Linked DNA regions of Mus musculus: all the other regions are linked to region 1. Evidence: chromatin contacts called from public HiChIP or PLAC-seq data. All regions are on one chromosome and are shown on one strand. The core of a region is the stretch at or near the end of the contact, and the rest is flanking DNA. Distances in the headings are between cores, read along the strand shown.

Region 1 (4,721 bases), core at 1,036-3,535:
CACACAAAAAGACGTGGCAGAAAGGTTGTCAGAGACAGGGGTCAGGGAGCCAAACTGTGTCCTCTGGGCATAATGAACACAGAACATCTATGACTGTTCGCCTAAGAACTGCATGACATCAAGCTAGCTGACAATCCATCTTGGACATGTGGGGGATAAGTCCCCTAATGGAGGCAGTTGGTGGCTTCTGGAGAAGGGAAAGTCAGTGTTTTCATTAAGGGTGTGGCCCCTAGTAGGCCACCCATGCTGCAGTATGTGGCCCCAAGCCCACAAGTAAATAGAAGTATGGATTGGATTTGATGGGTTACTAAAACATGGCCGGGCATGGTTGCACACCTTTAATCCCAGCACTCAGGAGACAGAGGCAGGTGAATCTTTGAGTTCCAGGCCAGCCTGGTCTAGAGAGTAGGCCCAGGACAGCCAGGGCTACATTGAGAGACCCTGTCTCAAAACAAACAAACAAACAAACAAAAAACCAAAAAACAAAAAACCCCAAAAACATGAAATTGGGAGGGGTGGATCTGGGAAGAGTTATAAAGAAAACAAGGTAAATATGATCAATTATATGGAATGAAATTCTCAAAGAACTAGTTACGTATATTTATAAAACTCCAACAACAACAAAAAAACAAAGCAAGACAGCAACTAGTTCAGAGTAATGGTACCCTAGGAGTTAGACAGGACAGATCAGTGTAGAATCTTGTAACAGCCTGATTTTAGGTTCAAATGCTGTGTCTAAATGTAAAGCACATGACTGACAGTTAGTGCTAGCATGAGCAGACGGTAATTTACCCCAGCATGTGTAGGCTAGTCTATGGGAGCTCAGCCTTCCCCATCAGAGCCTTAACCACTCCTGATGAGACACAGGGAAAGTGGGTTAGGGTTTCTCTCTGACCGGGGTATTTTTGGGGGACCACCTAGCATGCCAATGGAAATGTCTCTTTTAAGGAGTGAATGTTTGCATCCCTCTCTTCATCACTGCAGGTCAAACCTTCATCTCTCATGGCATAGATTCTTCATCTGTCTTGTGAGGCTGTGGCAGAGTACATGAGGCTAGAGAATTTATCAATTTAGGAATGTCCTTCTCAACCATTCAGGAGGAGCCCAAGAACAAGCAGTTTCTGCCTGACAGAGTCTTTGCCCAGCAGAGGTGATGACACAGAGAAGTCAGGAAGAGAAGAAAAGAGGGCTCTGACCCATCCTCTTGTTAGACGACTCCTATGATACTTGATGGCCTCTGGAACTCCAAGCTTTTCTGAACTCTGCCAGTCTGTGGCATTTTGTTACAGAAAGCCAGACCGACTATAATGCCCCTCACTCAGCTCCCGAAAATCGACTCTAGAATCAGCTCCTCCAACTGACGGTGGCTGTTGAGTTTAATTTGTGTATGTTCTCCAAGTAGCCCAGGTTGGCTTAGAACTCATGATCCTTTCTGCCTTAGCTTCCTGAGCTGGGTTTGGGGATCCAGCACAAGCTGGTTTGGGTTTTCTTCATGTGTGGTGTAACAATCATTGTCTGTGTAAGAGTTTACTCGGACACAAGCAGTCTGCTCTTACTTTCATCCCCAAACTCGCAAATCTACATTTAACCAGAGAAAATAGCCACTCAGCAGGACTTCCTGTATCCAGGGGCGGGGGCGCTCCACGCGGTCCATCTTCTCAGCTGCGCATTGGCTGAGTCAGCTCCCTACAGTCAGTCCCTGGGCTTCTTTCCAAGTTTCCTTTACTGCAAGTAGCAGAGACGAACTTTTTTTTTTTTTCATACTGACTGCTTTTCTCTAGCTTTAGGAATCTTCGAAGTTTCCCGGTCAAAGAGTTCAAACTGTCTTTGGCTTTTACAACTAAGGGCAAAAGCCACAACTACATGTGTGGCGATGCCCCGTGCCTACCCCCAAAGTGCCGTGGAGCTTGAATTACTCCGGCCCCACCAGTACAAGGTCTTGTCGTTTCTCTTTATTCAAACTAGCTTGTGTAGCAGGCCTTAATTTACTACTTCTTTCTCTGCAGTACTGTCCGTGCTGTGACTCAGAAATCGCTTGATTTGCTGTGTTTCCAGTCAGAGAGCTCTTCCACTAAAGAGTCTCAACACTCACCCCTCAGCTCGTTCCTATTGTCTAACGTGAAGTTTGTTGAGGGGTTAGTATGGTTACACTGCAGGAGATTTACCTGGACAAATTGTGAAGAAGAAGAAAATAGCTAAGCAGGAAGGCTAAGAAGCAGTCCTTCCCCCTTCAGGCACGCTCCCGGAAAGGTGGTGTTCAACGCAGGCCATCTAGTGGATCCTCCTGGGAAAAGTGCCCAGGGGGAGTCAAGAAAACCATTTCCCAGTGCAGAAGGATGGAGCCCAGCTCAGAGACTGGAGTTCTCACTGGAGGAAGAGCTGCAGTTGCCCCTACTCCTGGGGACAGGCTATCCCTTCCCTCTTCCTGGCGTGGGTGTGTGGGAACCGGCACGAATGAAGCCAGTCGTGCGGTTACTAAGCTGCTGGGAGTTGGGGCCTTAACTTTGACTTAGCATGAATTCTGGCCCAGAACCTCGCCCTGCCCCCCACCTCTCCTCAGCGAGGGCCCCACATTACAGGATGTTATTCATCCGACGTCTGTTAGCTGCGGCCCCAGTGTGCCAGGCAGAAAGACTGAGTCAGATTCTGGAGGGAAGAGATTTTGCCAGGAAGACCTGGGCGTGGCTCAGGTAGGTGGAATCTGAGGTCGCAAGGGCATGAGAAATATAAAATCAGGGATGTTTTCACGAGATCAGTAGGATTTGGCTTTCCACACCCACTATTCCTTATATTTAAACAAAACAAAACACGCTTAGGCAGTTAAAAAAAAAAAAAAAAAAACACTTTAAGAAATATACACTGGCCGGGCAGTGGTGGCGCACACCTTTAATCCCAGCACTGGGGAGGCAGAAGCAGGCAGATTTCTGAGTTCGAGGCCAGCCGGGTCTACAGAGTGAGTTCCAGGACAACCAGGGCTATACAGAGAAACCCTGTCTTGAAAAACCAAAAAAAAAAAAAAAAAAAAGAAAAGAAAAGAAAAAAAAGAAAAAAGAAAAGGAATGTATACTGTATGAAACTGCCGGTATGTAATGTGTATGTGACATGTAATTATATAATATTCAATCTAATGTAGTGCCATATATAGCAGATATATAAAGTGGAACTAACAATGAAACAAATATGGAATAAACAAGAAGTGTGTGTTTTCTGTGCACATGTGTGGTCCACTCCTGAGCAGCTGCCAGTGTGTGATTTAGTTCCTGGAGGTGGACTCTGAGGCAGACTTAGAAGATGAGAGCATTTTTTCGGTGGGAGCTTTGAGGAATGAGCAGCATGAACTTCAGATGGAGCCCTCACCGTTATCCCTAAGGACGCCTCTGTCGTAACAGTCTTCTCTCTGAGTCTGCAGGGAGGCCCTCACAGCCAGGACCCCTGTTCCTTTACAGGGTCCCTTAGAGAGCATAGCATCATGTTTGCATAGAACCAGCCTGCATCCTTCTGATGCTTCATACATCCCTAGATGCCTTAGATTCTTGGTACCTGGGAACACCATGCCCTGGGGAAGCAGGGCAAGAGGAGATTCCTGCATCTCCAGTCCTGAAGTCCTTTCCAGAGATGTTTGTTCCATAGTTGTCGAAACTGTCTGTGTGGAAAATCCAGACGTGGATGTTTGATGGTTAAGACCAGTTCTAGTTGTATTCCTCATAATTAGAAGGACAGAGAGGAGAGGAGAGAGAGCGAGTAAGAAGAAGGGAGACAGGGAAAGGAAGGGAGACTTAATTCACTCCAGATACCTGGCTCCCTAGTAGTATTTTTTTTTTTTTTTTGACTTGACCACAGGGTGAACCCAGGGGCTGTGAATCATAAGACTTGCTCCACGAACACTCTGTTCCAAGCCCCTGAACTCTGAGAACTTTTCATGTTGTGTTCAGATCTTCAGGCAACTCGGTATTTCTCTGTGCTTGCCAGCCTTGAAAGGAAGGCGTGTGCTTATCTGTAGTGGGGGGGGGGGGGGCGGGGGGGATGTTTAAATGCAGAAGCAGGCCCTTAAGGCCTGGTTCAGTGACTAGCAGCTTCATTCTGTTTAGAGTTCCTGGACCAGTGATGTGCCCTTCTTCCTGACAGCGTGCATTTAACAACCCCCATTGTACAGGACTGCCAGCTATCTGGCCATGTGCCACTCACACTGCCCAGGAGACACGGGTGCTCACTGTTGGTAGACTCAGCACCCAGGAATGCAGATAGTTGTAGAAGGAAGGTACAAATGAGCACCGTCCCCAAAGAAACTCCATCCTGTGTGAGTGGCTTCAGAGCCTTCGCCTTTCAACATGTGTGCTCAGAGGTAACTTACAGCTGAACCCCACACAGCAAAGTCTGGGTTATAGCAACTTTGCTGAGAGCCAACCCATTCTGGGAGGGGACTGAGCTGTCTCTGAGGTCAAGCTGCTCAGGCACAGCAAACATTCCTTCTTGCAATTTTTTTTTCTGTCTTCCCCTTCCCTGCCACTTGTGACTAACAGTCAGCACACACCACAAAACCATCCTAGCTGGGGGTCACTCTGGCTGTGGTGACCCACTTTATCCTGAACACTCAAAAGTACCAAGTCTGCTGTGGGCCTTGGACTCCCTCCCATCTGGCCTCTCACCTGCCTCAGGTTCTCTGTGTCAGTCAGAAAAGGAAAGGCCCTGTGTCAGGAAAATGCTACCCCCCAGGCCTTGGT
Region 2 (4,588 bases), core at 1,949-4,448, 600 kb before region 1:
TTTCCAAAGTTCTGGAATTTTTTGTTGTTGCTGTTGTTTTTGTTGTTGTTGCTGCTGTTGGTTTTTTCTTGGTTTTTTGGTTTTTGGTTTTTGTTTATTTTGAGAGTGAAAGGAAAGAATAAAGAGACAGAGGGGTGGAGATCTCGTAAGCTCTTATTTCTTGACTGTTTAAGAAGGCATTGAGCCTTCTCATGTAAAGATTTAGATGTGTTTAGACTTACACCCTCAGAAAGCCTTGGCTGCCTGCTGCCCCATTTATATCAGGGAGCATCCTCCTTGGGAAGTGCAGTTCCCAGGTTAGCACCCAATGTTATCCCTCCCCAGCCCCAGGCACAGCTGCCACCACCCACCACGGGCTTCTCTCCCCTCCAAACTTCTCACTCTCCCTCCACTGGCTTTGCTTAAATAGAAAACAAGAGAAATTACATTTGCCAAATGTTTTCTTTTTTTTTTTGACAGAATCCCAGTCCTCTTTCAAAACAAGGCATCTGAGGACACAAGTTCCCCTTGCTCCCCCACTTTCTATACTTGGAACAGATGGAGAGAGATGAGGTAGGACAAAGCCCCATGTCTTCTGAAAACTTAAAACAAAACAAGGCCCCAAACTGTATGTCTTTTCTTCTAAGTGTTTTCTTTCCATGCTGCAGGCTAAACCCAGGCTGCTGTGAGTACACTTGGCCACTGAGCTAGCGGAGCCACAACCCTCAGACTAAGATCTGGAGCAAAGGCGTCATTAAAGGACTTGTTCTCCACATGCACCGGGGATGCAGCACTATCAAAGACACATTTGGAATCCACGTTTGCCTTTCTTAACACAGCCCTCCAATTTTTAACAATTATTATTATTCTATTTTATGTGTGTGGACGTGTCACCAAGGAGGCCAGAATTACCCTGCAGTGGAGGTTCTGGGAATCCTACCAGAATCCTCTAGAAAAGCAGTCACTGCTGCTAATCTCTCTAGCCCCAAGGACAGGATCAGATAGTAGCTCGGGGCGCTTTCTGATAAACTGCAAGACGTACACTTGAATCTAAGATTCTGGGAAGGAAGCTGAGATCAACGGGGCTGCACCATTTCTCAAAGGTGTGCAGAGTTCTCTAAACCTAAGTCACTCATTTGTCCTGGGGTGGCCAAACATGATTTTGAAAAAAAAAAAATAGGGCAGCTATTTCCATGCCTCCACGTATAAGCTCCAAGAACGCTTTTGGTTAATTATGCCTTTTCAGATCCTTTCCAGAGCCCCACAAAGCAGTGCTGCGTAAGCCCTCTCCTTTAGAACTGAGTCATTTTCTGAAGTCCTGTGTGACGGAACGGACACAAAAAAAACCCAGATCGAGGAAACAAAGAAAACAAGGCTTTGACCTGTCTCCTGAAAGCCAACATTATCCTTCCAGGAAGTCCCACCTCCTCCACCCAGAGATGGAGTGACAACAGATGCCCTTGTGGAGAGGCAGTGAGGACAACAGCCAAAGGTAGCTGCTAGTCAACCGTTGAGGCCTCAGATGTTTACCCAGCCCACCACACACACACACACACAGACACACACACACACACACACACACGCACACGCACACACACACACACACACACACACTCACTCATAATAAAAGGCTGCTGCGCACCATGAAGTTAAGGGAGCAGCAGCGGAGGAAACAGTGACAGGCAGCACAGATGATGAACCGGTTACCTCCCGGAACTTAGAGCATCCCTCGTGGCTGTTCTGAGGAAACTCAGATGTGCTGGTGGCTGCTCCCAATATCCACGTCTCTCAGAGGCAGAGGTGGCAATTTATCTCTGGCCTGGCCAAGCGTTTTTTTTTAATTTTCCGAGGCTACCGAACCATCCCTTTACGTAAAAGCACCTGTTCACACCTCTATTGCTGTCTGTAAAACCTAAATGAGATCATGTCTATAGACTGATATTTATGAGAAATTGCCTAATGCTTCTCCAGTTCCCTTCTCTCTTGATGTGACATTCCAGAGCAAATCAAGCAGTCGATAGATAAAATTTGAATTTAAAAGATACTTTATCTAAGGTCCTGTGGCCGAGTTGCCTGAGGACTGGCTTGTCTGTCCACCCCAGCATGCACAGAAAACATTGAAGTGAACACACATAACACATAGGATTGTGTTTACTTTGGAAATGCTAAAGGCCACCAGATTCCTTACATTACAACACTGTTGTAAATGGGACTCTCCACAGGAAACTGTCTTTGGAAATGAGCCCCAGAATGATCTATGTTATTTCACAAACCACAGAAACATGTGTGGGGAAAGCCAGAGTTAACTGACGTGGCTTTAGTCAGGAAAGCAATTTTACCTTTAGAGACCAAGACCTCTCACCAACTCTGAGCTGTGCTTAGTTTGTTCCCTTATCTTTTGTTGCCTGATACACCTGCTGGGTTAGCTCTAACTGTTCTAGTCCATTGCACGCTGCACAGAAGCGTCTGAATGGAATAAAGCTAGCAGTGCACATATTTTTCAGCCGACCTGTTGCTGACCACTCTTTGATTCAAGTCTTGCAGATACTGGGGTACACCTAACACGCCAGTTCTGACATCACCTGGGGCAGCATAGAAATACAGGACTCCCTGACTTCAAGCAGGCTTGTGAATGGCTGCCAGACTGTAACTCGTGGGTCACTTATCTTTACCTTTGTGTGGCAAGGCTTGACCAACCAGGTTAGAGTGAACTTTGGCAAGAAGGACATAATGTCTCTCTCTCTTCCACATCCATATTCACTATACTGTATATGTTCCAGAATATTTTCCCAAGAGAATTCAGGCTGTCAGCAGGATTCATGATCAACCTCGGAAGCTCATCACTAGATCATTTTAGAGACTTTATTCAAAGTTCTTTGACGTTATCCAAAGTTAACAATGGTTGGGTAGGTGGAGAGGTGGGAAGATTGAAGCAAACACTTTCCAAAATTAAAAAATAAGAGCAAAAGAATCATGAGGCTTCCTGGCCTGTTGTCAGATCCAATCTCCAAAGCCACCACCCCTGGCTGTGCTGAGCTGGGAGGAGTGGGTCCTGATGTGTCATCTGTTGGGCTCCCCGGTTCCACAGGGGGGAGTGAGTCACTCCTCCTTCCATCTCTTGCTGACAAACTCAACTTCTCTGCCAGGCAGCTTTATCATACTATGTGCACACCATAAATAACTAAGGCAAGGCTGTACTCACACTTCTGGGAGTTACAGTGAGTCAGAGGTGTGAACACGCAGGGGCCAGAGAGGCTGGAGCTTCCAGAAACACCACATGAAAGAACGTCATGTCACATTCTCTTAGTCAGTGGAGATAGAAGGCAGACCACTCCTATCTACTCCAGAAGAAATGAATGCTGTGGTCTCGTCACAAAGGGACAGCCAGGGAGACAGGCAAGCACCTCAGATTGTGTTGGCCTGGCCAGGCAAGGACCATGGCTACATCTCACCACTGTTAAATCTCAAACCCGGGACAAAGGGCTGAGGTGCTGGCTGCCAAGTTCTCCGTGCATTCCTCAGTCCCTACCTGTTACAGGATCCTCCAGACTGGACTGGCATACCCTGCCCCTACCCTGAACTCTCCAAGAGGATAAACTAACTGACTTTCCTCCAGCTGCCCTTCCCTATATATTCCAACCTTCTAGGTGACCCTTTGTCTACTTTCTTGGCCCAGGCTGGTTATCAGCTGCTCTTCCCTCTCCTCACAAGGCTTTGTACTCCCCTGGATGTCCCTGCCCCCACCCCAGGCTATACTCCCCTTTTATCTACAATAGACTCTCTTCTCTACCACTCTGAGGAATAGTCAAGTCCTTTTCTAGTTATTTCTTCCTTTTCATTCAGCCATCAACATTGGGCTACAACCCAGCCTCTGGGTTACCAATTGTTGAATTCTGACATTTAGCTAAATACAGTTTGAATCACAGCATCTGTGTTTTATCAACAACTTGTACACAATAATCTGTGTGGCGACTTTTGTACACAAACAGCTGCTTAGAACAAACAGCTTTTTTTTTTTTTTTTTTAGATCTGCTACTCTGAATGTGTTTGGACTCTGAGTTGCCTCATTCCCTTGCTCCTGTTCAAGAAAAATGTTTGACCTAAAAAGACATGCATTTCCTCATCCCAGTGCACGCCAGCTGTGTGGATTTCTTTTGTCTTTTTAATTGTTTTTATAGGCAAATAAGGGACAGCAAAGCAGACTGAATGGTGTTTTGTCTGTTTTGTTTTCCATAGGGCCTTACTAGATCAAATTCCTTCTGAAACTTTTTTGTTTGTTTGTTTAAATCAGATTGTATTAAAACCTAAATGGAGAGAAATCTTGGTTCTGTAACACAGGAAGGCATTTCTGTGTGAAAAGAAAAAAATTGGCGGCAGGATAGAGACACCAGTGAAGGCTCTGAGCAGAGCTTTGGCCTTCAGATCAGTGAAAAAGGACCCCTGCCTCAGGCTCCTGCTAAGTACTGAGAGAAGCGGGCTTCTTCCCTTTCCTTTGTCCCTCCTGTACCTCATTCCCTCCCTCTCCCCCTGCCTTCCTCTCCCTCTTTATGACCCTCCTTCTGTAGCTGAGAGAAAGAAGATATCTCACCCAGCCACCCAGTGGAGAGCT
Region 3 (4,718 bases), core at 513-3,012, 710 kb before region 1:
ATTTTCCTGTGATCTGGGAAATATGTGTACACCTGGATTTTCCCAGGTCCTCTTTATATCTACAATGAGATGGACAAGAGAGAGCAAGTGGTCTATTGCTCAAAGTCTCCCAGATATTTTACAGTGTGTCAAAGACTCCCAGATATTTTACAGTGTGTGTATGCAAGGGAGATTGACCATTTCCCTAATGTTCATGTAAGTAACTAAACAATGTTTCCAAGGTCACACAAGTGTGTGTGTGTGTGTGTGTGTGTGTGTGTGTGTGTGTGTTGTACTGGGTGGGACCAAGAGTAAATGCACATTGGTTTGCCCCTAAGAGACAGGAGTGATTGGCATAATACTACATTTTCTCACTCCCTGAAGCCTTGTTCTTTATCTTGTAGTTCAACATAGAGGAAATCGGCCAGGTTTAGGGAGGGTAACAGACTGTCATGTGCTAAAAAGCAGTGACTAAGTGGCCATGCATAGCAGAGCTACTTGGCCCTGAAAAGAGCTCAGATTCCCATTGGCAGCATCTTCTTCTTAAAACTCCTCTTGTCATATCACGTTGGTTTCCACCTCTGCAATTCTCAGTTCTTAAGATTCAGCAAATCTTAACAGAGTGCTTGCTGTGCGTGGAAACCCCTTAGGAACCTAAACCAGGCAACACTCTGCACTCCCTGTCAAAGAGCAAGCTCAAAGGCTAGCAGGAAATTGAGATCAAGAAAGTCAAAATCTAAGACACCCCCCCACACCTTCCCTGTCACCCCTGGCCTTGAATCAATGCCACTCTGATTATAATGGCCCCTCTGGCTGAGTGCTGTTCAGGTTTAAGAAGCCCAGCTTAACAGCTGATTGCTCCGTTGTAGAGCACTTGCCTAACACGAACATAATCTTGGTTTCCATCAGCAGCAACCTAAAGCAAGATGAAAGAAAACAGGAAAGAGAGAGAGAAAGAGAGAGATTAATCAGGAAGGAAAGAGGAAGAAAGAAGGGAGAGGAGGAGGGAGGGAAGAAAGGAAGAATGAAAACAGAAAGACCTATTTTCTTCTCTCTGGCTCCAATAAAAGTGTTTTGTGCACCATTTCTTCACCTCCACTGGAGAAAACTCTCTTCTGTGTGACTTTCCTTCTTAGCTGGTTTTCTTTCCTTTTCAAAAGATGTTAGGTTTTAAGATTCTGTGTGCATGCAAGCATGTGTATGTACGTATGTATGTGCATGTAAGTATCAGTGCTGTGCACCAGAAGAGGCCCTGGTGCCCAGAGCTGGGTTCTAGGTGTTTAGGAGCCACCCTACATGGGTGCTGCAAACTGAACTCAGGTCTTCTGCAAGAGAAGCACATTTTCTTATTCATGAAACTCTCTCTCTCCTGCTTCTAATGCTCTCAAAAACGCTGGTCCATAAAATGTGACACAGGCATCGGGTTCTTCTTCTATTTGAACTAAAGATGTTCAAAGCACCCTCTTCCATGTGGAAGCTCCACTACACTCAAAGCCACTGTCAAAGTTTCATCCTTATCATCGGGTTGTGCTCCTATAAAATGTCGGTCTCTCAGGGTTAGCTGGACGATATGTCACTGTGTTGTGAGTTGTAGCATTTTTCACTCACTCTAGAAAGATCCAGTTGCAACATACATATTATAATTCTCTCCCTTAAAATATCACATCTACTGCACTGTTTAAAAAAACCAAGTTCTACCACATATTTCTGACACTCAGACGTTTCTGTGTCTAGTAAACAACTATGACCTCATTTTGTGAAAAACCACAGGAGCAAAAAAGAGGCTTTGCTGTGAAATCTCACTTCTCTTTCTTTAAGATGTGCTGATAAGGATCAGGGCTCGCTCTAGAATAAAGACAGATTTCTAAAAGAAATCTGCTACATCTCACAACACAGCGACATATCACCCAGCTAACCCTGAGAGACCAAAGTTTTATAGGTCAATGTCAAGTCTTTATAAAGAATGTTTACCTACACATGTATGCATGAGCCTAATGTGCATACATATGTATGTGCATGCTCTCTCTCTCTCTCTCTCTCTCTCCCTCCCTCCCTCCCTCCCTCGCTGTCTCCCTCTCTCCCTCTCTCCCTCTCTCCCTCTCCCTCTGACTTTGGCTATTAGCTTGTGGCTGGGTAGCAACTATATCTTTTCCCCAGTAACTTTGCCTCTTGTTTCTCAGAAACGTCCAAAATCTAGGCTAGGGTGTATTCCCCTAAGCTCTCTCCTTTCTCCCTTTCTCTGAAATCTGAGCAGGACATGTGGGAGGGAGCCCCTGTTGCTCTTGCCTCAGGTGCCATATCATCTGAAGTCCTCACTACCAAACCCACCTGAATTTCCTCTCTGCTAATCATTAACAAGAGTCCCTGCAAAGGAAATCTCATTAATCATTTAGTTTTATATATATATACATACACATACATATATACATATATGTATACATATATATATATACATGTGTATATATACATATATATGTGTATGTATATATATATATGTATACATATATATATGTATATATATATACACTACATACATACATACATACATACATATAAATTTAGAGTGACTGGCTTAATATTTCTACAATGAAACATTTGTTTCCTGTTGAAGAGAGAACAGGGAAGAAAAAAATGCATGGATTATCATGAGCTTACAAATGTGTATTTGATTTTCTGAGTCAAGGTCAAGAGTCTCAGGAAATACGTTAAAACAAATTGGCTCACTCACCCGACTTGAGAAATGTACGTTCCCTCATCCTCCATCTCAACTGGCCAGAATTCCAAGGTGTGATCATGAAAAGTGACTCTGGGCGAGCTTCTGTTGTTCAGCTCTCTATACTCATGTGAAGCACTGCCTTTGAACCATCTCATGGTGGCTGTTTCATTCCTGTGCACTGGTGCAGATATGCCACATGGCTTCAGATAAAAAGGTTCTCCCTCTACCACATGAATTTGTGATCGGTGAATACAACTTTCTACAGCAGATTGCAAGAGGAAAGGGAGATAAAACAGGACAAGGGTGATTTTTCCCTGATCCCCCTCCATGAGTATAAACAGTCAGTAAGAAAGCTGGGAGAAATCTCAGTATCGTACTCCTGTGCTGTCTTCTGTCTTAAGAGAAGACATACAGGAGATAAGACACTTTCAGAACCAAGATGAAGATAAAGCTGACGGCTTCCCCTAAACAGAAAGTTGAAGAGCTTAGCCAACCCTCACTCGAAGGCTTGGAGGCCACATCTTCAGAGTATGACACTTTATAACTTACTTTTAAGAAAAGGCATAGAATTCATAGGGTCATCATATTCCCTCGAAATGTCAGCACCATGGAATCTCCATGGGGAAGACAAGAAACCTGGGTACACATGTTCATCTCAGTCAAAGCAGGTCTCATGTCCCTTTGTCCAACCAGTCTGTCTCCTCGATCTGGGGAGGTTCGGGAGAGTTAAAGGAGTTCTTGGGTAGCTAAATCCTCACGGTGGCATGTTTCCACATAACTGACCAAGAACTGATGAATACAGACCATCCTTTCCCTTCCCATCTCCCCGTCTCTTCGCTCGGATTCTTTAGCTTTAGAAGAGTGGCCCTCTGTTCTAAATTACAGTTGTTGAACAGTTCTCAAAGCCACTCCACTGGATCTAGAATGCCCTTCATCCTTATTTAGAAAATCGGTCTGTTAAGTACATACAGTATTTTCTTAAGACCATACACAAAATGTTGTCTCCGTTGCTAGGGTCTATTGTTCAGAGCAACCTTTGGGAGGGCGTTAACTTAGATGTTAACCACAGCAAAAGAAGGAAGTGGCTCAAATGTTAGATCTACTTCAAAGTTCAAGAGTGACGCTGAGTGTCAGTCTCTTGCTGGTGCTTGTAACACAATCCCTATTCTCCATCTCCATCTCCCAACAGACTTGTTCCTTGACACTCAAAACAAGAGTCTTTAGCACTTCAATAACTTTCCCCAGTGCCTTAGAGACTTAGGGTTACAGCTCATATAGTATATCTGCTTTCTTGTGTGTGATCCCTCCACACATCATCAAGCCTACAAATGTCCACTCTTTTTCCTACATGCAATGTGAGCTCCTGACTTGTTACTATGCAGGGCTCAGCCATACCATGATTAGAGGATTCACTGTATATGTATTGAGGACTTAGATTATTGTAAAAGAATCTACTGGACAGTTGAAGGTATCCTAGGTTCCAAGTGTTGATTCATTTAAGAAACAAACCTGCTGCAAACATAAGTACTTGTACTTTGGTTGGTGAATACATGAATTCCTTTTTTGGAGATTGCCTCCATTAAAAAAAAAAAATAGTGGGCAGTAGGAAGTTAGGAATGTATAATTATGAGGAACCTCACGTCTTAAAATACCTTTCCTTGCATTTAGCATTACAGCCTCACTTTGTTGATTGATATGATGCTCTTATGTTATATAAATGAACAGAGGCCAAGGCACATGGACTGGGTGAGCAGGCAGTCCTGTTCTTCCATGGACAAAGTCGGTGGTTTAAGTTGTTCTGTGAAGACAACTGTGAGAGGCAGCACTAACAAGTTAAATGAATTCCACAGATAAAATATTGATACATATGGCTATAGTTCCTATTCATGAAAGGCACCAAAGGAACCTGAGCCCCAGACCTGACAGGATGTAGATCTGATTTTGTTCCAAGATTGTGTTTCATGGCAGTCATGAATAGGTAATAGATGTTTGTCTATCAAGCATGGAACACGTGGCACACATC

What was found. HiChIP or PLAC-seq counts read pairs in DNA pulled down with a chosen protein or histone mark.
Region 2: a contact with region 1 is called in an H3K27ac HiChIP or PLAC-seq map of the NIH/3T3 cell line, with 5 times the contacts expected there. The contact joins two enhancer-like sites. A contact is called at or near these places in 2 of 115 datasets of contacts at active chromatin or transcription factors (the NIH/3T3 cell line and embryonic stem cells) and 1 of 9 other capture datasets (embryonic stem cells).
Region 3: an H3K27ac HiChIP or PLAC-seq map of thymic regulatory T cells shows a contact between it and region 1, with 4 times the contacts expected there. The contact joins two enhancer-like sites.

The regions. Positions count from the first base shown.
Region 1 is chr1:39,759,130-39,763,850 of GRCm38.p6, reverse strand. No RefSeq gene overlaps it. Among named protein-coding and RNA genes, the nearest start is that of Rfx8, 41 kb to the right of the region's middle. Within about 2 kb of position 2,285, at least 259 of the 459 cell types and tissues checked have an H3K27ac peak or open chromatin away from gene starts, as enhancers often do. A contact at or near this core is called in the NIH/3T3 cell line and thymic regulatory T cells, where this site is marked.
Region 2 is chr1:40,357,566-40,362,153 of GRCm38.p6, reverse strand. All of the region lies in intron 9 of Il1rl2 (interleukin 1 receptor-like 2), which reads right to left. Among named protein-coding and RNA genes, the nearest start is that of Il1rl2, 35 kb to the right of the region's middle. Within about 2 kb of position 3,198, at least 82 of the 459 cell types and tissues checked have an H3K27ac peak or open chromatin away from gene starts, as enhancers often do. A contact at or near this core is called in the NIH/3T3 cell line, where this site is marked.
Region 3 is chr1:40,472,930-40,477,647 of GRCm38.p6, reverse strand. Il18r1 (interleukin 18 receptor 1) reads right to left here. Exons shown (of 11, transcript NM_008365.2): 3 at 2,708-2,954. Among named protein-coding and RNA genes, the nearest start is that of Il18r1, 9.3 kb to the right of the region's middle. Within about 2 kb of position 1,762, at least 49 of the 459 cell types and tissues checked have an H3K27ac peak or open chromatin away from gene starts, as enhancers often do. A contact at or near this core is called in thymic regulatory T cells, where this site is marked.